2 separate regions of the Bicyclus anynana genome follow, and region 2 is linked to region 1. Evidence: chromatin contacts called from public Hi-C data. All regions are on one chromosome and are shown on one strand. The core of a region is the stretch at or near the end of the contact, and the rest is flanking DNA. Distances in the headings are between cores, read along the strand shown.

What was found. A called contact is a pair of places that touch in the nucleus more often than the background predicts.
Region 2: a contact with region 1 is called in a Hi-C map of whole body, with 2.8 times the contacts expected there. The contact joins the promoter of LOC112043386 here to the enhancer-like site in region 1. A contact is called at or near these places in 2 of 2 Hi-C or Micro-C datasets (whole body and whole larva).

Annotation. Positions count from the first base shown.
Region 1 is chr22:1,631,812-1,634,592 of ilBicAnyn1.1, forward strand. LOC112043386 (calponin homology domain-containing protein DDB_G0272472) reads right to left here. Exons shown (of 19, transcript XM_052888452.1): 4 at 1,144-1,346; 5 at 79-117. Among protein-coding and RNA genes, the nearest start is that of LOC112043386, 45 kb to the right of the region's middle. Within about 2 kb of position 1,255, at least 6 of the 8 cell types and tissues checked have open chromatin away from gene starts, as enhancers often do.
Region 2 is chr22:1,676,659-1,679,690 of ilBicAnyn1.1, forward strand. It overlaps LOC112043386 (calponin homology domain-containing protein DDB_G0272472), which reads right to left and starts at 1,779. Exons shown (of 19, transcript XM_052888452.1): 1 at 1,361-1,779. The coding sequence starts at 1,406.

The sequences.
Region 1 (2,781 bases), core at 5-2,504:
AAAATATTAGTAAAATTAATAAAAAAATTGACAGAACATAACCAAAAACAACAGAAAAAAAACGTCGAAACTGCTTACAGTGATTCAAAAAAGTTCATCTGATCTATGGGGTTGGTACTGGAGGTGAGAAAACAAAAAATAAAATTAGTGCAAAATGAAAAAAAAAAAACAAATAAAATAACTATAATAAATAATCGGACTAAGCATTTTTTTTATTTTTTACAGTCCGATTAAAAAAAACAGCGTTCATAAAATTTCATCATTTTGTCAATTTTAGTAAAAAATAAACGTAAAAAAATGCTTCGACCGAGTTCAACAAATAACCCGGCACCCATAATAATAACTAAACAGGCCTTAAAAACTAATACTATAAATAAAAAAAATCACTAAAAGGGAATAAAGCTGCTTTTCCATGTGTTGCAATGAAGAGAACATTTAGTTCTCGAAACATTTGAACTTGAACACGATTAAAGATTATATTCTTCTCAGGATTAGATACCGTAGAATAGCAGAATGAAGTAATAATTTGTTTGTTGATCATACTGATTTTAAAATTAATTCCAATGAAACAGGCTCGCTCTCGAGTCTCGACCACGATCTCATCTGATGGTAAGTGGGGATGTGGTCCCAGTGTGCTTGTCTAGAAGATATTCACTCTTGCCTTGAAGATATTCAGCTTACCTAAGCTAACAGAGTTCCAGACCCAACTCAAGTGTAATGACTAACTTCCGCAAAATGAAGATCATTCTGATCGATAGTCGCGCTAAAACTCGAGAGCGGCTTTTATTTCAAAACAAGAGATTTAGGATATACTAAGAAATAGCGATATTCGCAAAAAAAAACATTCGTTTTATTAAGCCGCTGACTCATTAGCACGCTGCGAACACAACGACAACGTTTGCGAGCGGCTCACAGCGAGCCGAAAGTTGGATTGTTCTGCTGTGAGCAAATATCGTATTAAGCGTACAAGCGTAATCGTAGCGGTTCAGTCTACTCAATTTGGTGTTTCAACGACTGTTCAAGCTCTAATACTTGAATGTCTGTTCGGTGACAGTAGTAGCTCGCTAATGAGCACGCAGCTTTACGTGACATCGCTAACTAGTTCAATATAAAGCAATAGGTGTGATAACATTGGAAGCATACCTGCGCGCGGCCCAAAAGAAACCAGCCGAGTCGACTGGCTCAAGCAAGCGGGGCGTCGACGAGCCGAACGCGAACGCTGGTCGCGGCGACGAGCGAGCCGCTCGCGCTCGCTCCAACCGCTCGGTGCGGTCGCGTTCGCGTTGCAGCAACGCCTCGCGACGGGAGATGGACGCCTCCCATATCGCGCGTTTTCGTTCTTCTACCTGGAAAGAAATAAAAACTCATAAGTTTCCGAGTTCCATAATATAGGGCAATGCCTCATTAGTTGTCGTCGCAAAAGATCAACGTATTATGCTACACTTGCGCTGTGTTGACGCATGACGACAGTGCAACGACGACGCACGCACCCAGTCAGTTTCAACGATGGATACAAAGCAAATGAGTACTGTCTTTTGTCCTTTTAAACGTCGTCTGCGTCGTAAACCATGAATATAGCACGTCATTTGAAATATAAAAGGACGGAAATGGAAAACGACACAGCGCTGTCGCTGACGCTGCGACATCGTAACAGAACGCAACGAAGTAATGAGGCATTGCTCTAAATAGTAATCGGAACGAAATGCCTGTTTCTTCGTCCAAAACGCCGAAAGTATTCGCGAATTAATATACCAAAAAAATACAGTACTTAACACAAATCAAACAAAGTCTATGAAAGATAAAGTACTTAATAATTGTGTTGCTCCTGTAAAAAAACCCTCATTAAAATCAGTTTAGTGAGTTTCGGAACGAGAGCATAATTTTTTTTTTTTTATTCTTTACAAGTTAGCCCTTGACTACAATCTCACCTGATGGTAAGTGATGATGCAGTCTAAGATGGCATAAGTATAAAACACAAAAATAAATTCTTAACTAACTTTTTCGTATCATTTCACATCTTTCTTATAGCATAAACTCAATTTTGGTAATTTACTTTAATAATTATACACACTCGTTTTCTATTATTTTATTAAGTACATGCACATAATGTGTCAATAGGAAATATAGATTAGTTAATTAAAATTTATTGAAAGACAAATACTTATATAAGAAAATGCAGAACATACGACGCACGATTAAAGAAAGATAGATATCAAGTAGACATTATAATATATCATTAATTATAGTTTTTACAAAATTTTACAACAATGGCGAAAAATTCACACACACAATACCTAGCAGCATTCATATCCATTTTAAAAGCAAAGAGCGGTCTGAAACAATTTGAAACCCAACAAGCCGAAAGATATGAAGAAAGACTTCACAAGACCACAGAAAAGACATTCAGATGACGAAAAATCCTTTCTATACTAATATTATAAACAAGTAAAGGTTAATTTGTTAAATTGATATTATTTATATAACTCTCTTGACGAAAATGCCATGCTTTCTTTTAAATAATCTTACCAACGAAGCACCTGCGACTTCCCTCACCAAGTTCCCGTTTCCGTGGGAATAAAATATATCCTCGCTAGCTGATAATATAGCTTACCATTTGACATTATTTAAAATCTGTTTAGTATGACAAACAAACTGACATTCGCATTTAATATATTTGTTATCCATGTCCAGCAATGGACGTCCATCGGCTGTTAATCATGATGTGGACGATAATGGTGATATTTGTTAGATAAATTATTTTTTTAACACAGCTTGGTATAT
Region 2 (3,032 bases), core at 529-3,028, 45 kb after region 1:
TAAAAATGGGCACACCAAACCCAATTTTTTTTTCTGTTTTTAAAAGGGAATAAGAGACAAGAATATCTTAGAGTCCTTATCATCAAAGAAGAAACCTGAACTAAAATTGACAGCACCTTACACAAATGACAATGAGCGCTATTAGGACATTAGTGCCACGTCTGTAGGACTTCTTACATGAACAGGACTTTAGCTTTACATGTATTCACTGTGCAGATGTCAGGTACATTGTGTGACAAATAGAGAAAACTTAGAGCAGAACCCTGGTTGTTCCCGGTAGAGTACTAGTGAGGTCTTTATGAGAGATTTTACAGGTACTCCTCGCACACCTACATAACAACATTTAAATAGCCACATATGAAGCCATTTTTAGTTTTGATATTTATAATTTTTTGTTTAATATCACCAACTTAGATTCATTAATGTTAATCTACAAAGATGATTGTCAAGATCTTTTATTGTGTAGGGATGTTAATATTTTGTCTAATTTAATATTTTGTAACACATAATTTGTAGCTAGGTGCCAGGTAAAAAAAAAATTAATAAGGATGTTTATGGAGTTATTAATGTCATTCTCATGTTTAGTCATTGTTTAAACATTAATATAAAGGTATGGGTAGAAAACATAAGCCAATAGATAATTCTAGCTAATCACTTTGTATCATACACTAGTCACTACATAAATATCATATGCAATATATGAGATATGACATGCAATTTTGATGACAATATAATCAGGAAAATTTTTATATAGGATTGAAGACTGATAAGATTGTACCTACATAATAGAAAGCCTGCATTCTACATATCTGTATGTGTCTGTGTGTATTAACGAAAATTGTATGCACTTGCTATGCTAAAACATACCACTTACGTCAGCCTACAAATTGATAGTGTGTGACTCAAGGAACACATCATTTGGTACATTTGGTACATTTTATACATTTACAGTCGACTTTTGCACGACACTATGCGGTAAATGATCGAATTGCGACAATACTTATCAGTTTTACGATACATAGATATGATATAACGGTAACTGGGCAAGGAATCCGGCTGGATAATACCATCAATGACCAAATGACAGCTCCTCGGGCGGAGCGCTTAATGCACATCCCTGCGTAGATCCTACCGCCTGGTGGTCGTTTAGCTAATTTTAGAACATACCACGACGTCAAAAGACGTCCAAATGCGGATGAAAAACAAAACATCGGATTGCGTCGGCAACAATCCACTGCGGACATTCTCGAAAGCTGTACACGAGCCCACGACGTGGGGCCACGACGCGGTTTAGGGTTAGACGGTTTCGATCACATTTCACACTAAAACGGCACGTATCGATTTTAAATGCACACAATACCTTTACTTTCAGCTTTTTCGGTAATATCTTTCACGTCATCAACCATCTTGCTGGATGACAGTCACTCACTGTTCACTTTTTTTATTCGAACATATTTCGAAAACTCATAACTTCGTTCACTATTTTCAGCCAGACACGGCCAGCCAACGATCTATGCGACGGCACTTCGTTCCGTTCACTGCCAGCGACGTATGAACGGCGATTGGTGGCGATTGGCGAACAATCTCTGAAGATGGCGTCAATAAAACTTTAAACCGCTATTCCAAAAAAATAAACCACTCAAAATATACAATGAATCACCATGAAATCTACAGGCACTTTATATAATAGTTTAGTTTATTAAAATTACTCGGCGTATTCAGCTGATTTTAATTTTGAAAGATATCGTCACAGACCACAAATGAAGCAGACCTCTGACTCAGAACAAAGCTTTGTGCTGGTTAGAAATTTTGTATGTGTGTATAAAAATGTCATTCATAAATTTCTCGGACCTCTCTTTTACACTTGGGAAAAAATTAAATGTGGGGGGAAAGTCCTATCTCTTTCTAATTCAACACATGCATATAAATCGTAGTAAAATTAGGGATGTGCAAAAATCGTAATTAGAGAAATTAGTGCTGAACACACACACTTGTTGAAGATTTTTTAATGTACCGATTTTAGAAATTTCCGGTTTTCTCTTACACTACTAGTGCACCTAAATTTATATTTACTTGTTAGATTTTAAGGAAAAGAAAAGCCTTTAATATATTTAAATCTATTTATTTTGTTATTGTCTGTTAATTGTGTAGTGACTCTACCACCGGTTCGGAAGGCAGAAGAGCCGGCAAGAAACTCAGTGGTTGCTCTTTAAAAAAAAACATTATTTACAATTGTAATTATCATTCACAATCCCCAAAATTACAAATATTGTGTACATACAAATTTTAGGCTGGTGGAAAATCAATTACATATTGTTTTTCTATAACATTATGAGGATTCAATAAACAAATAAATTTGAGATAGAACAGTGTAACAGAATCAACATAATATTCTTAGTTCTTTACTATTTTTTTTTTTTACTTGACCTTGTAAATTATTAATTAAAAAACAATCATTTTAACTTAAGTATAATAGGCAACCTCTTTATAATGTGTCTCTGTAAATATTATTTATCATCGCTAAAACATTTGAGGGTATATATTTCTAATGCCGGATCAGAGACCATTATAATAAAAATAAGTAAGTGTAAGTAAGGTTACCTAAAAACCTAATTAAAATTATGTAATTTATTGTCATACAAAACAAAGATTGTGAGTTTTGCAAAATTATAGTTTTAAAAACAATAAAAACACAAAGCACGTACAATACTGTGAAATCCCACATTGTTTCAGTATTAAACATTTTTTTTACAAATTTAGCAATTTTTTTTACAATATACATTAGAATGTAATACAAAGAGCAAGATTTCTAATTAAAAGTACAACAAGGACAGGATATCACAGGAGGCACAGATTTGTTAGGACTTATACTTAATTATATGTATATTACTAGCAGACTTGACCATGGTTTTACCGGAATAGTAGTTTTGATTATAATGGGTGCTTGGCAGTATTTCCTATAACTCTGGGGTTACTCTTTAACGAAAATTAATACATAATAATAAATTTATATAATGACGTACATTAATACA